3 separate regions of the Gossypium raimondii genome follow, and regions 2 and 3 are each linked to region 1. The links are chromatin contacts, called in public Hi-C maps. All regions are on one chromosome and are shown on one strand. Each heading gives the region's core, a stretch centred on a gene start, on an enhancer-like site or on the middle of the called end of the contact. The rest is flanking DNA. Distances are from core to core; before and after follow the strand shown. Region 1 overlaps LOC105763598. Region 2 holds the start of LOC105763590 (asparagine synthetase [glutamine-hydrolyzing] 3). Region 3 overlaps LOC105763606 (auxin response factor 6).

What was found. Hi-C and Micro-C count contacts between places; a contact is called where the count stands out from the background.
Region 2: a Hi-C map of leaf shows a contact between it and region 1, with 2.7 times the contacts expected there. The contact joins the promoter of LOC105763590 here to the enhancer-like site in region 1. A contact is called at or near these places in 2 of 2 Hi-C or Micro-C datasets (both in leaf).
Region 3: a contact with region 1 is called in a Hi-C map of leaf, with 1.6 times the contacts expected there. The contact joins two enhancer-like sites. A contact is called at or near these places in 2 of 2 Hi-C or Micro-C datasets (both in leaf).

Annotation. Positions count from the first base shown.
Region 1 is chr12:26,893,635-26,896,440 of ASM2569854v1, reverse strand. It overlaps LOC105763598, which reads left to right. Exons shown (of 5, transcript XM_012581857.2): 5 at 1-1,045. The coding sequence ends at 822. Among protein-coding and RNA genes, the nearest start is that of LOC128035687, 17 kb to the right of the region's middle. Within about 2 kb of position 1,315, the one cell type or tissue checked has open chromatin away from gene starts, as enhancers often do. A contact at or near this core is called in leaf, where this site is marked.
Region 2 is chr12:26,685,515-26,688,318 of ASM2569854v1, reverse strand. LOC105763590 (asparagine synthetase [glutamine-hydrolyzing] 3) reads left to right here and starts at 1,490. Exons shown (of 14, transcript XM_012581847.2): 1 at 1,490-1,821; 2 at 1,909-2,047; 3 at 2,448-2,543; 4 at 2,661-2,802. The coding sequence starts at 1,742.
Region 3 is chr12:27,107,002-27,109,886 of ASM2569854v1, reverse strand. It overlaps LOC105763606 (auxin response factor 6), which reads left to right. Exons shown (of 14, transcript XM_012581871.2): 14 at 1-232. Among protein-coding and RNA genes, the nearest start is that of LOC105763606, 11 kb to the left of the region's middle. Within about 2 kb of position 1,331, the one cell type or tissue checked has open chromatin away from gene starts, as enhancers often do. A contact at or near this core is called in leaf, where this site is marked.

The DNA of each region.
Region 1 (2,806 bases), core at 66-2,565:
AGACAAACAAAGGTACTAAACATATTGAAGCATCAAGGGGTTTCAAGCAAATATTTACCTGAAGTAATTGCCTCTGGCCGAATTTTGCATCCTGGTCCTTGCAAAAAGCAGAGTCCTAGTGGGCGATGCGATCATCCTTGGTGCGGAACTCCAATTCTTGTCACGTTACCAGTTGGCGAACCACTTTCATATATAGTTGCTAGGGACGGCCCATTTTCCTCTGATGATGCATTACGCTGCTGCCGGGACTGCCTAGTTGCTCTAAGAAGTGCAGCAACAGCCAGTGTTCAGCATGGTGATATTTCCCCTGAAAATATAATCCGTGTTTTCAACATGCAAGGTACTAGACACAAAGTTCTGTATATCCCAGTTTCTTGGGGGCGTGCAGTTCTGGAAGACAGGGACAGCCCAGCAATAAATTTGCAGTTCTCGTCCTCTCATGCACTTCAGCATGGTAAACTCTGTCCTGCATCTGATGCTGAGAGCCTTGTGTACCTCCTATTCTTTGTGACAGGGGGCAGAATGCATCCACAGGATTCTATTGAATCAGCTTTGCAATGGAGGGAGAAAAGCTGGGCAACACGATCGATTCAGCAGCATCTTGGTGAAGTTTCGCCTTTACTTAAGGCCTTTAGTGATTATGTGGATAGCCTTTGTGGAACACCATACCCTGTTGATTATGATATTTGGGTGAAAAGGCTTAACAGAGCCGTGGACGGATCTGGGTCAGCTGATAGAGGTAAAATGATCGAAGAAGTTGCCATGACATTGAGACTGGAAAATGTGGCCGAGTCTTCAGGGACCTCTGGAGGTGGTACTTAATTTCCATTTCATGCTGGAGGACCGGAGTTCTAAGGAAACGTTTTGTTTTGTTTTTCCTCTTTTGTAACTATCCTTGGTTGAGATTCAATTTATTTTATTTTATTTTTTAAATGGCCTGGCAAAAGCTATATATTGTCAATATTATTCCTGTTGTTAAAACTCAGACACGTGAGAGCGAATTAATTCATTACTTTTAAGAGTGGCAAGGATTAATTCATCACAACCAACTGTATTTTAAGTAGTGAGCACAAACATTCCCGTATGCCCTGTTGTTAGGGGCCTAGGTTCGCCCCCATCATCATTGCGTAATAATGACCCGTAAAAGTAATGATAAGTTATCTAATGGAGGCTAAGATAATGTTAGTTTTTGTAAGAAAAAATTAGAGTTATGATGGGTTTTCTAGGTGCTGTGGGTACAGACTGCATGGGGAAAAGTGGAGGTACCATGTAATGTGGAAATCCCCTTTATCTTGTAATAATTTTTTTCTATGTTGATACTAATATTTCCCTTTTTTGTGTGGATGAGCTTAGACGGTGTTTTAGGTTATCGTGCGTCTATAGCCGTCCTATGGTAAGCGAGAGACAAAAGGTATGAGACAAATTGGTTGAATCTGCAAAGTAAGTTCAAAACATAATTGGATGATTACTGATTGAGTAAAATTCATAATGATATGTAATTAAGAAGAGTTAGTCAAGATATTATACTAGAATGATTTCGTGAGTAAATAAATTTATTATTAATAGAGAAAAGTTAGAACTTAATTATAAAATATTTGATTCTTAATTATACATGTCTAATCAGGTCCTCTAATAGTTCATTGAAATCGAAATTAATTGCATAAAGAGCAAAAGAAATGAAAATGGACGGAAATGATAAAGTTAGATAAATGGGTTACATTCGAAATGAATGTGTTTTTCACTAAGCATACAAATGACTTTGAGAATTAATTTAAGTTTTTCAAATTATTATTTAATTAAATAATTAAATTTTAAAATAGAATTAAATTAATTGGTCAATATGAATCCATTGAATATGAAAAATTAAATATATTTTATCACATATTCTTTTATGGTAAAATTGTCATTACTTTAACGAAATTAGAATTGGGTTGAGAAAATTATTTAATTGGAAAATTAATTAATTTAAATCAATTTAATAAATAATAATTATTTAAGAAAATAAAAACAGATATTGAGTTGGATTAAATTATAAAGTGTTGGGTTAAAAGTCCAGAAAGCATATATAATTTGACTCAATATAAGTGCGACCCCAAACTCTTCTCCTAGTTAAACTAGGAAACTAGTTTCTCTATCAAATAAGTTTTATTTCTGTTCTACCAATTCAACCAGACTTCTTCTATCTCTCCTTATAAAAAGATCACACTAGTAGAGATAAAAAGACAACTTTGAGATATTGTTATTCTGCCCGAAAATAGTGAGACTTTATTTTCTAAGTATAAATTCAATTTTCTGGGAATAACAGTTCTACTGGTTTCTATTGAGAGAATTATTTTTCTATTGAAAGTAAGAAATTGTTTCTAGTTCTGTGTTTGATTTGTGATTGTTCGAGCCCACACCCGAAGTGATTTGTGGTAGAGAATGGTGGAGAAGGTCATTCGATTGAAAGTTAGAAATGTCTAGGATCCATCTCGCACAAAGCACGGATATTTTTCGGGAAAACTTTATTGCTATAAATATCATAAACTGACTCATGTTTCAAAATTGTAATTTTTCGTTGTGGCAAAACTGTTTTCAAACTAGTTTTTTTTTAACAACTACATCAGATTGTAGGAGCCACTTACTTGAAACATTTCCTAACTAAATAACATATATTTATCATAATTTGGAAACAATCACAACTCATAATTATAAGCATATGTAATAGATGTTCAAGGACCCAACTAACATGTCTCAAGGTTATTCGGGGTCCAATTCAAAATCAAGACTCGAATCCAAACTCAGCTATCAAAGTACAACTAGATGT
Region 2 (2,804 bases), core at 241-2,740, 210 kb after region 1:
TAGGACCAAGGTGCCGATGGTGCCCGAGGCTCTCGCACGACCAAGGGCCTATGCTACCGGAATGGCTCGCCGGAGCACCGCCGGGACGGATCGCCGGAGCACCGTCAGGAACCTAACCGGCGGTGGGGGGGCACCGACGTCCGGGCATACGGTGGGCGTGGGCCGTGCCCTGGACAACCCCTACTCGCTCAATATCACCTCCTCCCTAAAGAGCTAAAAAAACTTGGTCAATGCGCTACCAGGTGACATTCATTTGTCTGAAATGGGGACACTTTTTTTACCCAACGCTCCCGCACCAACAGGGGCCCAACTTTAGCTTCGGTGCTCAAGGCTCCCGCTCATCCTGTTTGAAGCGTTTTTATACTATTTGCTCAGAAACATCAACTCGAAATTATTTTTTCAGGACCTACTGTAGCAAAAGCGCGTCCACGTGGGAGCGATTTTAGAAATTCTTCTGATAAAACATCCTACTTCAAGCGTTTTTTTATACTATTTGTTGAGAAACGTCAACTCAAAATTATTTTTTCAAGACCTACTGTAGTAAAAGCGTGTCAACGTGTGAGCGATTTCAGAAATTCTTCTGATAAAGCATACTGCTTGAAGCGTTTTTTTATACTATTTGCTCAAAAACGTCAACTCAAAATTATTTTTTCAGGACCTACTGTAGTAAAAGCGCGTCCACGTGGGAGCGATTTCCTTAACAAATTTTTGATTTAATTACTCACGTAACCCTAAACCCTAATTTAATTGATTATTTCTTAAAAACCCATAAACACGAAACCTAATCCAATTTTGAAAAAATTATAATTAATTTAATTAAGAAACCTTAAACCCTAATCCCTTATTTGTTTAATTTTTTTCTCCAAAACCCTAAAAATCTTAAAAACCTTAAACCCTAACCCTAACCCTAAAAACCCAAAACCTAACGTGGGGAGAAACGGGCAAAACGCGTCCCCAAGGGAGCGCTTACGTGACAACAAAACGTGCCTTGAGGGAGCGATTTCCGTCCACGTAAGTAAAGCGCGCCCTCAGGGACGCGATTTTCTGCCACGTCCCTTGACATTGTGCTGATATGGACGCGCTTTCGGGAAAAAGGACCATTCCGATAAATAATAAAATACCGCGCCTATTTCGATAAATTAAAAAAAAAGGCTTTTAATTATTTTTGTCAAAAAGAGAGATTCCATTTTTGAATCTTCCACGGTGTTGAATTTTTAATTTGACTGACAACGTTATTAGCTTTCTTTTTTAAATTATTATTTGAATGTCTACAACGTTATTAGCAAGAGAAAAGTAGTGAACTTGCTCCAGGTTACGATCCTACACATTACAACTTAAGAGAGACCCACTCATTGAAAATTCGGACGGCGAAGATCTGAAGTGCACCAAACAGAAAATACTCTACGTAGCAGCTGATAATTTGAAAAGTATCTATTAAAAAAATATCCCAATTTCCCAACGAGCGAGTGACCTCACCACCATCGAGAATCTATTTAAAAAAACGATAAAATAAAAAAATTCCTCAAAATTCCAAAACCCTAATAAAGAATTTATATCTGTGAACACACTATGGATTTGGTAAATGGCGGAAAGGGGAATCTAAGCAAAAAGCTAGTCAAAATCAACGGCTGTGATTGAAATAGGGTGCATTATTTAAATCACAAAATCCACTCGATTTTACTTCAGGTTCCTCTCTCAGCAGCCTCCACAGGGCCTTCCATTCCAAAACCCAGGCAGCAGCATGTGTGGAATACTTGCAGTCCTTGGCTGCATTGACAACTCTCAAGCTAAACGCTCCCGCATTATTGAACTGTCTCGAAGGTGATTTTGAGAATTTAGATTTTAGCACTTTTTATTTTTATTTTAGATGAAAATGATCGTTGATTTTGATTGAAATGGAGAGCGTAGATTGAGGCATAGAGGTCCTGATTGGAGTGGACTACATTGCCATCAAAATTGTTACCTTTCTCATCAGCGTTTAGCTATTGTAGATCCGACTTCAGGCGATCAGCCCCTTTATAACGAGGATAAGACTGTTGTTGTCACGGTATACTTTCTTTCTTTTTTCGTCGAGACATTGATAATGGTTGGTACAATAATCATGAAAATAAAATAATCTTTTTATTTTAGTTTTATAATATTTTTCTATTTGTTTTTAGCGTGAAATGTTTGTTTTTGGATATAAAAGTGAATAATATTGTTCAATAATTAAATTTAAGATTATATTTACATATTAATTAAAACAAAATGCATGCATTATGTTAAATTGGTTTTGCATTTTCACATAGAAAAGTAAATGTATGATTTCAGTCATTCGTATATTTATTACCTATTATTTTTTACTCCGTAAATAAGGGAAAAAATAAGTAGCAAATTTGACCATCACATGGAATCATTGATAGAATGCGATGTTTAGTTTTACTTTCATGTTTGGTTGATGATTATAGGTTAATGGAGAGATATATAACCATAAGCAATTGAGAGAAAAGCTGAACTCCCATCAGTTTAGAACTGGAAGTGACTGTGAAGTAATTGCTCATCTTGTAAGTTCTTAAGAGGTTGGATATTATTCCATTATTAAAGCATTTTCCTTTGTTGCGCGGTTTTCACATTTCAAAGTCTCATTTTCGTTAATGTACCAATTTGACTTCTTTTTCTAGTATGAAGAATATGGAGAAGATTTTGTGGACATGCTGGATGGAATGTTCTCATTTGTCCTTCTTGACACTCGTGACAAAAGTTTCATTGCAGCTCGAGATGCTATAGGAATTACCCCACTTTATATTGGATGGGGCCTTGACGGT
Region 3 (2,885 bases), core at 82-2,581, 210 kb before region 1:
GTTGTAGCTTTTTTTCTTTTAATGTTAAAGCTTGTGTGTTCAGAATCTAGTACTGTTACTGTAAATTATAATAGGAAATTTCTGTAGCTTTGCATTATTATAGTACTTAAAAGAGAACAAGGTTGAATTCGGGATAATTGCATCATGTTATCAGCAATATTGTTAGCCGTCAGTAATTTTATAGCATCACAGATGTTATGACACTATTATTTCATCCATGCCACCTTTTGTATTTACTGTTCTAAATGTTTAATTAATATTAGACGGATTTTTATGTTTTTAGGAAAAAGAAACCTATTTTTAATTGACTAAAATTTTTTGAATATTAAAATAACAAATCATTTTTATTTTCATGAAATCAGTCCTAAAACACGGCTGGATTTTTATTAAATAAATGATCAATATTCGGCCTTTGAGAGCACCGCACCGTTTGACTCTCTAATAACATTTCCTGAGCACCACGATCTGTTTCTATGCTTACTGAAAGCCACATCAAAATTAATCTTTACAGCCTGCCCGCTCAGTGGCTTCCACCGTATTGGCTCTCCTGTCTTGACAGGGGTTTTCTGACTCATCCCATCTAATTCTTTCAGATAATCTCTTACAAAGTTTGCCACCTCTAATGCTGTTTTCTGCTTGCCCTCGAGCAGAAGCTTGTTCCTCCCAGTTCAAATCGCCCAAATTGCGCCACCAAAGATTCTACATTGGTGTCTGGAATTAGTTTCAAAAAAATGGGGCATCCAGTCTTTGAAGCTCATATCTGATGCCAACGCCTGCCAGATCTCTTTTGCTTTCTGACAATCCCGGAAAACGTGCTCCACCGTTTCGACACCATCCGCACATTTTGGGCAGCCTGCAGATCCAGTTAGTCTTCTATAATGTAGATTAGCAAAAATAGGCCAAAAGTTTTGGGATGTTCTCCAGTTTGTTATTTTGATTTTGTTGGGCAATTCCAGTAGCCATAATTTTTTGTAAAGCGAGGAATGGGTTTGTCGATTCAGAGTAGGATTAGCTCCTTGTATTCCTTGTAAGAGTATTCTGTAAGCACTACGAACAGTGTATTCGCCGATCGTCTCTCCTTACCGTACAAGGTGGTCTTCCTGGGGAACTTTTGCCAAGGAAATACACAAAATCCTCTGTGCATCCTTCTCATCAAAGGTAGTCCAAACTAACAATTCTCTCCATTTTCTTGTAGTTGGGTCTATCAAATCTGCCACTGTTTGAATGTCTAGATTACTAACTCCATTCTAAATTTTGTAATCTACACTCCCAGGTATCAAGGCATCTTCCCTTACTGCAGTGCCCTTGCCTATTTTCCAGCACAACCCGTCGCAAGAAGGCCCTTAGCTGCCCACACACTTTTCTAAGTATACGAAGATAGATTCCCTAAACTCAAACTTAGAAATTTCGTATCTGGAAAATATTTAGCTTTTAATGATCGAGCGAGCAACAAATTCGAATAGCAAATCAGATGCCACCCCTACTTCGCAAGTAATGCCAAATTAAACTTTGCTAAACATCTAAAACCCATACATCCGTTTTCTTTAAGTTCGCACAAGTGCCTCTATTTACACTAGTGAGTCCCTAATTTACTGTGACGTTTTTTTCCACCAAATGGTCTCAATAATACTCTCCAGTTCCGTGCATAGTGAATTCGGTAACATAAAATACGTAGGGATCGCAAAATGGCTTTTATGAAAACTTTCTTACCTCGTGAGAGGTGCCTAATACTCCAACCACTTATCTTCTTTCTCATTCGGTTCTTCAAGGCCTGAAAAACCTGTCGTTTGCCTTTCCCCACTATGGCTGGCAAGCTCAAATATTTTTTTGGATCCAGTGACACCCTAACATTAAGTGTTTGAGAAACAATTAGTTTATCCTAATCCAATACATTCGAATAATAAAATAGTAGATTTGTCAAAGTTGATACACTATCTTGAACTTGGTTCATATTCACTAAGAATGTTTTTGATAATGTTTGCTCCTTTATTGCTCGCCTAGAATAAAAAGCAATCATTTGCAAACATCATATGAGATATTTGAGGTCCCTTTTGGCACACTTGTGCACCCTTCGGCAATTCGTCTTGCCATGTTTTTCTCATTAGGGTTGAAAGCCTTTCGCTACAAAATAAAAACAAATATGGACTCAATGGGTCTCCTTGTCTCCATCCCTTAGTTGGCTTAAAGTTTTTATCGAATTCGCTATTCAAAATGAATGAGTATGATACTGAGTTGATACATTGCATTATGAATTCCACCCAAGGCCTCGTCAATCCCATTTTCAACATCATACTTTAAATAAACAGCCATTCCACTCGACCGCAAGCTTTGCTCATATCCAACTTAAAAGTCAAGTAGCCTGTTCTCTTTGTCTTCTTTTGTTTAAAAGCATGTAAAACTTAGTGAGTTAGGAGCACATTATTTGTAATTAGTTTGCCAGGCATAAAAGCGCTTTCTGTTTTGTCAATGCAAGTCTCAAGCACCTTTTATAGTCTATTTACAATGATTTTCGCAATAACTTTATACAACACCATGCAAAGGCTTATAGGTTTGAAATTCTTTAAATTCGTAGGATGATCTATTTTGGGATAAGCATTACATTAGTTATATTAATAGTCTCCAGAGGCTTACCACCATTAAGTATGTTAAGACAAAATGCGCAAACATCCCGTCCAATTTTGTGCTAGTATTTTTGAAAAAAAACAAGGTTGGAAGCCATCTCCCATTGATGCTTTTGTTGGGCCCATTGCCTTCAAAGCTTCAAAAACTTCCTTGCCTTTATATTCAGCCATCAACTTCTGATTCATACTATCTGTTACGCACATTTCCATCCTCGATAAAAGGTGATTTAGATTTCCAATTCCTCTGGTCGAAAAAGATCAATG